Linked DNA regions of Mus musculus: region 1 is linked to region 2. A link is a contact called in public HiChIP or PLAC-seq data. All regions are on one chromosome and are shown on one strand. Each heading gives the region's core, a stretch centred on a gene start, on an enhancer-like site or on the middle of the called end of the contact. The rest is flanking DNA. Distances are from core to core; before and after follow the strand shown.

Evidence for each region. HiChIP or PLAC-seq counts read pairs in DNA pulled down with a chosen protein or histone mark.
Region 1: an H3K27ac HiChIP or PLAC-seq map of large pre-B cells shows a contact between it and region 2, with 2.6 times the contacts expected there. The contact joins two enhancer-like sites. A contact is called at or near these places in 1 of 15 datasets of contacts at CTCF or cohesin (embryonic stem cells), 1 of 115 datasets of contacts at active chromatin or transcription factors (large pre-B cells) and 1 of 9 other capture datasets (embryonic stem cells).

What each region holds. Positions count from the first base shown.
Region 1 is chr9:45,943,047-45,946,934 of GRCm38.p6, forward strand. It overlaps Sidt2 (SID1 transmembrane family, member 2), which reads right to left. Exons shown (of 26, transcript NM_172257.4): 12 at 3,699-3,770; 13 at 2,620-2,738; 14 at 2,240-2,313; 15 at 2,098-2,164; 16 at 1,570-1,643; 17 at 1,317-1,440; 18 at 532-649; 19 at 5-141. Among named protein-coding and RNA genes, the nearest start is that of Mir7087, 5.4 kb to the left of the region's middle. Within about 2 kb of position 2,140, at least 119 of the 459 cell types and tissues checked have an H3K27ac peak or open chromatin away from gene starts, as enhancers often do.
Region 2 is chr9:45,219,351-45,223,107 of GRCm38.p6, forward strand. The region is part of intron 1 of BC049352 (cDNA sequence BC049352); the gene reads left to right. Among named protein-coding and RNA genes, the nearest start is that of Tmprss4, 17 kb to the left of the region's middle. Within about 2 kb of position 2,376, at least 35 of the 459 cell types and tissues checked have an H3K27ac peak or open chromatin away from gene starts, as enhancers often do.

The sequences.
Region 1 (3,888 bases), core at 890-3,389, 720 kb after region 2:
TCACCACGCCCAGAACGGAGAAGAAGATGACGATGGCCAAGCAGGCATATGCACTGTAGGCACTGGCGTTGATATCTGGGTGCCGCTTCTGGTAGAGCTTCAGCATGCAGAGGCCAGCAATCATGTACATGAAGGAGGTATCTGGGGAGGAACAGGCTGTGAGCTGCAGATACCACAGGGACCCCACACACAACTCCCAGCCCAGACAATCAAGACCTCTGGAGTGCCATCAGCAAGCTGAAGGGTCACTGCTTCAGCTTTAGCCCCTTAGCTGCCCCTGAATCCTACCACTTGCTAGTCTGTTGTTCCCTCAAGTCAAGGACATCTTAGTTTGAGGGTCTCAGTATATGAATACGCAGAAGTTAGGGAGCACTTCCTGAGATTCTTAGAGTTTCTGTGGGATGACTGGGAAGAGGCAGCACAGGTAGCCATCTTCTAGAATGGAAGCTGCACTCAGAGGCCAGCCTCAGAGCCCCCTAGCAGCTGGTGACCTGGGACAGCAGATTCAGCCAGACAGGAGGCAGCACTCACCAAACTGGAAGTTGGTGTAGTTGGGGCAGACGTGGTAACAGGCACTAAGTAGCCCCTCCATCATCAGTGCTGTGCCCATGGCGTAAAACAGACCAAAGTGTTTGGGGATCCCACACTCCTGTGGGGAGAAAGAGAAGGAAGAGACGTGCAGGTGAGGTGGGAAGAGGAGACCCAAGGGGTGTGGAAGAGGACTGCGCTGTGTGGTGAGTGGGTAGCAGGGTAGGTTGTGCAGGGCTGGGCAGAGAGGGCAGGACAAGGTAAGACAGGATAAAACAGCTGAGCAGGGATAGGGCACACAGGGAAAAGCAAGAGTAGATGGGAGAGCAGAAGGCAGAGAGGGCAAGAGAGATGTGGGCAAGGCAGAGCCCATCAGGGCAGGGCAGGGCAGAGCAGAACCCATCAGGGCAGGGCAGGGTAGACCTGGACTAGGCTGGGTAGGGCAGAACCCATTAGGGCAGGGCAGGGCAGGGCAGGGCAGGGCAGGGCAGGGCAGGGCAGGGCAGGGCAGGACAGACCTGGGCTGGGCAGGGCAGGGCAGGGCAGATCTGGGCTGGGCTGGGCAGGGCAGACCCCCATCAGGGCAGGGCAGGGCAGACCTGGGCTGGGCAGGGCAGGGCAGGGCAGGGCAGATCTGGGCTGGGCAGGGCAGGGCAGAACCCATCAGGGCAGGGCTGGGCAGACCTAGGCAGGGCAGGGTAGTGTGGGGCTAGATGGAGCAGAGCTGGACTGGGGGAGGTCAGTCTGCCAGATGGAGGCCATGTCGCAGTGGGAGGTAGCTGGCTTACCAGAGCATAGAGGTCATTCCGCAGCAGGGCCCGGTTATGATTGATCTCTCGCTGCAGGATGATGAGCAGGAAGAGCAGCCCCAGCAGGATGTACCCCAAGTTGCTGAGGATGTTGTTGAAGGCGCTGGAAGGGACAGGACAGGCTTAGCTGAGACCAGGGCCCTCTTGCCTTTTCTGTCTTCTGCCCAGCAGGCTTCACAAAACCCCACCCTGCCTACTCTACCCATCCCTGGGCCTCCAGCACAATCCCCACCTGAGGTTGCCCAGCGGGTGGGCACAGAGGAAGTTGTAGTAGCAGATGTCCTGGTTCCCTGTGACATTCACCACCTGTGTGTGTATGGGGGAGGAGTGTAGCTATTAACATGCCTGACTCAGCAGGGAGCCCATGCCACACACCCTGGGTCCAACTGGCAAAACAAGAGCAGTACCAGCATGGCTGAAGTGTGTACACAGTACCCAGGCTGGTACTCCTTATACTGCTAAGGTGGCACGGGCGCCATCGTCCTCTTTATAGATACAGTGACTGAAAACTCCAGAAGTCCTTGCCTCACAGGAAGGGGAAGGAAGTCACACTTAAAAAGTCCTGTGACCTCTGTTTCATAGGTCCCACCCAGCTTCATGTTGCCCCCAAACTGCAGATGAAAAAAACTGGAGCTTAGAAGCCCAGAGACTCACAGCTAAAGCAGAATTGGGATTTGAAAACTGCTGCCACAACCTATAACCTATGCTCACTGCAGATAAGGCAGAGTTACAGACCAAGACCCACCCCTCGACCTCTCACCGTCTGGTAGGTGATCACCAGCTGCACCACAGGAAGTGCGTAGAAGACCGCAATGGTGGCTATGTTCCTGAGGGGGAAGGGCCAAGGTAAGGTTGGCAGGGCCTGAGGAGCTGCCCTACTCGCTAACAGGAGTGCCACTCACCAGAAGTAAATCTGGTACTTTTTCCGCAAAACACGTTTGTCCTTTCGTGCCAGATCAGCCACACAGAGGTATTGCTGAGGAGAAGCAGGAATGAGCCTCGCTGAACCCCTGATCCCCAGGTTAGGCAGACAAGCCAGAACTCAGTGGGCAGGGTTCTGAGACTCCACACTTCTGTGGTCAAGTATGCCAACAAGATCTGCTTAATTAGTCCCGATCTCCCCAGGCCGACTTCTCCTGGAGTCGGTCCTGCCTGTCCCAGCTCAGTTCTTTTCCCTCTGCCTTCCAAACACAGCACAGTGATTCGCCACGGGAGCTGCACACAGTCCCTTGCTCCAGATCCGTCTGGGCAGGGCAGGGCATGGCAGGGCTATATGTCTCACCTTGGTTCGAATGACGTTTTTGTCTGAGTCGATGTCAGTCAGTGTGTCGTAGTCATCCTCTTCCACGGAGCTCATGGAGTCCAGTCGAGGCCGAGGACCCACTGCGTCAAAGGAGCGGTCTAGGTGTGACAAAGGAAAGGGGCTTGGGCCAGCAGGACCGAACACTGGGTCTGCCCCCACCCATCAGAAGCAATGTCAAAATTATTCAACAATGGGGAAGAGGCAAACTGTGGGCCAGAGCTCAGAGCGGTAGGGCAGGTGGCCCAGGTGCTGGCAGGAAACGTACTCCTAGCTCAGCGGGAAGTGGTGGGGAGCTCTGCCGGACCCCGTGGAGCAGGAGTGACTCGAGCCCTGCTCCACTCCTGGCTCTGATCCAGGCCAAGACACTGAGTAAACCACACACACACTAACAGGATTGAACTTGGCCAATCATGCAGATTAGAGGTGCCCCGTCCTGTTGGGTTCTGAGAAGACATGCCACGGCCACCCCTGAGGTCCTAGTACATAGACAAGGGCTTGAGGAAAAAACACCTCTCTCCTACCTCCAGAAGCCTCCTCCTGTCACCCCACCTGGCCAAAGCCCCTAGGTGACACCCAGATCCAGGATCCCTTGGCCAGCACACCAGGGAGGGAGGATACTGACAAGAGGACACTGAGGTGGGACACTGATGGTGGCCAGTGGCTATCTTTCTCAGAAGACCACGGGCTGGCACAGATGGCACTTGCTAGGAAAGCCATGCACTAAGCATTTTTCTGGTCCCAGAGGCAGCCAGTTCCATGGACTGACCATCCTGGCAGGAATTGATTGGTAGGGCAGCCCTACCCCCTCCCCACATCTACCCATGGCAATGCACAGCTGCCGCATCTGGCCAGAGGGAAGGCGCCGCTTGAACTGGTCGTGCCCTTGAAAGGAAAGGGAAAGTTACAGGGGAACCGAGTCCGCGGAGCAGAGAGGGAGATGGGGCGGAAGAGCAGCCCTTCCCTGGTTCCAGCAAATGGCAGAGAGGCAACCGCCCACCAGGAAACTCCACCTAGTCAACAGCAGCCCTAACGTGCATCCTCCTGCCTGGCCCACTCACCCTGGTAACTGTAGGAGAGGTCCCCTGAACCTGCGCTTTCAACCAACCCGTCAGTGGATCCGGAACCATTTTCTGCAGGCAGGAATGGGTGGTGAGGCGGGAAGGAGCGACCTCAGGACAAGAGACCCTAGATCTGCTCCTAAGGACTTCGGAGCAGCTGCAAGGGCACGGCCGTCACGAGTGGCGGCAC
Region 2 (3,757 bases), core at 1,126-3,625:
AACCCTTTAGACATTCTGAGCTGAGTTTGAAAGTCTGTCACAGTCCCAGAACAGAGAAATTATCTCTCAGCAAGCAGCAGGGATGGAGTCACCTACTGTGTGCTATTCCCCTTCCTGTCAGCACAGTCAGACATCATTACACCCTCCCCAGGTGACACCCACTTTACAAGCATCAGGTCACACAGGATAGCATTCTTTCCAAATGTGACCCTCTCACCTTACTTCACATTGGCCTGGTGCAGGAGAATTGTATTTATTGGGCATAAGAAGTCCCACACCTGTCTTGGGCTAGGCAGTCTTTGTAGGATGGTAGGATTTTGAAAGTCATTTTAGTTACCCATGCTGGCTTTTACAGATCCTCACACTGGACCAAAGAAGAGTTTACTAGTGCCGGTTGATTCAGTGAGACTGCATGACATACATCAGCCCTGGGCAAACCCAGATAATACTTGGCCTGGGGTGGGTCTCATCCTGCTCTGTCCCGGACCTGCTATCTTTCCCAGCCTGACTGTAACTTGCCTTTCTTGCCCCTTTGTGGCTCACTCTGGCTTCCCTCTTAAGCAGTGGGCTCTAACTGAGGGCCAAGAAAGCAAAGGGGTTCAGAGAGTGCTGGTTTCCATTTGGCAAGGAGACGGCACCAACCATTTTCTGAAGTGTGTGTGTGTGTGTGTGTGTGTGTGTGTGTGTGTGTGTGTGTGTGTGTTTATGTGTAGGTCAGAAGACAACTTGTAGAAGTTGGTTTTCTCCTTCTGCCATGTTGGTTCTGGGGATCAAACTCAGGTCTTTGGGCTTGGTTGCAAGCACACTCACCTGCTGAACCTTCCCCTCATTTCTTCCTGGTCCCTACAGGCTACCCTAACAGGAGGACATATTTAGTGTCTATCCCTGGAGTTCCAGGTGGGCCCATGTACTCTGCCATGCATGCATACCCTTTATTTGCTCTGCCCTTACTCCAGGAGAGAGGCACTCACCCCATGTTTCCTCACACTCTGAGTGAACAAATGTTCATAAAGTGTGTTTCTGACTAGGTGTGCCAAGTCCAGCCCCTGGCACAGTCCTCTTCCCTCGCTGGGCCCCTCCTATCCAGAACTCCAGAATTTCTTGTGTATCTATGCTTTGGCCACCTGACTATCCAGATCTGCCTACGCCCACTCCACCCAGGACCCATCCCAACCCAGGACTCTCCCATACACCTGGCCCTGGGGTGAATACCAGAGTTGATATTGCTTTAGAGGAGAAACCTCAATACAAGGTGGGGCAGAACTGGCACAAGGGGTATGGGATCACCTTGGGGCTACAGGAAGTCTCCAGGGCTGAGTAGGAGCCAAAAATGTGCTATGGACAGTAACTTCCTGCTTCAACAGAATAGTCCCACAACAGAGTAGCTGCCCCACATACTTGAGAGGCCTCTCAAGACAAACTCCCTACCACTGAGCTACAGTCTTTTGTTTGTCTGTTTGTTTTTGTTTGTTGTTGTTTTGTTTTCTATTTCTCGACAGGGTCTTATTGAGATACCCAAGGCAGATCCTTCACTTGTAATTCTCCTGCCTCAGCCCCCCAAGCCTGGAAATTCTTTTAAATGACTGTAGGACACGTTCTACTTATGTAGAACAGTTAGCTGCCCTACTTCCTTGGCGCCAACAGAGTTTACTCTCATGCCTGTGGTTAGCCTGATTCTGGAGCCAGTTATCAAATTATGAATGTAGGTGAATTGATGCTGAGTATAGCTATTGATTTTTTTAAAAATTTGCATTTAATTTCACAAAATGGCCTCATGGCTTCGCAAAACTCAATGCTCAGTGGTCTGTCGTCCATTTCTTCTCCTTTCTGGTCTCGTCGTTTGTTACAACTATATTTTCTCCTCTGAAGGAACTGGGTCTCCTGACTCCTCTGGTCTCTTAACTTCAGCCCCTTCCTGGTTTGGTTTCTAGGCCCCTGGAGAAACTCCACCATTTTCTTGCAAAGTGTCTTATCACAGTTGAACCACAACACTCTGACTCTGGAACAATTACCTCCCACCACAGCGGGCCCCGCGTGTGGAAGCTGAACTGTTACCCAGTTACATGGATGTGAGCATAGCAATAGTGTCATGTGATCCCAGGGAGTCCTCTCAGTGGTACCCCCAAATCAGGGTTCTTGCAGCGTTCTCAGACTCCCTTTAACTTAAGTGGTGTGTCACACTTCTCTGGAAGAGACTCTCCCTTTGTTTGTCTTCTCTACCAGAGATCTGTAGTGACTCTTGGGCCTCCTTTTCTTGTCTGTCTGGCAAAACAACAGTGTATGACAATTGAATAAACACACAACAAGCTAGGACTGGCCTGAAGAGGCAATTACATAAGCGGTTCTACCATTTAGCCTTCCAAGAGCCCTTCCCTTGTTGGAAAAGGAACCATTTCTGCCACTAGGGGGCGCACGGCTCACAGGAATGTGTTCTTCCGTGCTGTGGTGTGAAAGTTTGTAAGATTTTTACAGTGAGATATTTGCAGTGAGAACGTGGCTCATGTTCCTTCAAGAGCCAAGGGAGACAGAAGGAAATGGCTGTGTATATGTTATGGGGCAGAGGGCAACCATAGAAAGTAGAGAGAAAGCATTGCCTTCAAGAAGGAACGTGAATTGCCCAGATCAGGTCAAGCACAGTATCTTCTTCCAACCAGAGACAGTATGGCTACAGTATGACAGCCACTGTGATGTGATCTCAGGACTGCCCTCTGTACTTTTCAGTCACTGTCTCCAGAATTAGCCCTGCTTGGGCATTTACTGCATCCAAGAAACATTTGCCCTGAACCCGAGTGGGTTCTGCCTTGAGCTGGAGAGACAGGCTCTGGGCACACAGACATGGGTAAATCCATCTCCAGAGAAGGCAGGTGGGTCCCAAACCCGCAGTTCCAGGTACAGCATCTGTGTGTGACAGGGGGCTGCTGAATATGGCACTGTTGACTCTGGAACTTGAGTGATGGCTTCCTGCTGAATGCAGGATGTGCTGGGGGCCCTGAAAGGCCAGTGGGAAACTAGAGGGGAGGTTACAAGAGCACAGGTAGGACCATACCCTAGGCCATGGCCTTGAAGTAGGAGCCTAGTTGGCCCGTCCTCTTGGGTATGACAGGACAGTGCCAGGCAGTGTTTGTGGGATGAGGCTGCAGGGTAGAGGGTTATAGGGTGAGAGAGTATATTACCTTTCTAGTTGTGACAGCAGACACAGTTGAGGAAAGACCAAGGCCTTTCCTTTTAAGGAAGGAAACCTTTATTCTGGTTCATGGTTTGAGAAGCCATAGTTGGTGGAGGAGTCATGGTAGCGAGAACGGTGAGAAGCCTGGTCACATTACATCTGCAGTCAAGATCCACGGGGGGGAGATGTTGGTGTTTAGAGTGCGTGTGTGTGTGTGTGTGTGTGTATTTGTGTGTGTGTGTGTGTGTGTGTGCGCACGCGCGCGTGTGTGCTCGCATCTCCCTCTATTGCTTCTTCCTTATTTTCCCTGGATGCTGAGGATCTGAATTCATGTCCCCAAGTTTGCACAGGAAACATCTCTCCCACTGAGCCGTCTCCCAGCCCTCTTTTCTCTCTGTATTCAATCTAGGAACCCATCCCGTGGAATGCGTTGGCCACATTCAGGGTCTTCCTATAGCAATCAACCCGATGTACATTTGTGTGTCTAACAGATGATTCTGGATCACGTGAGATCGGCAAATGTTGCTAACCGTCACAGGGAGAGATGGTTGTTTTTGCCTAGAGGTGTAGAGGGGACATCGATCCAGATTT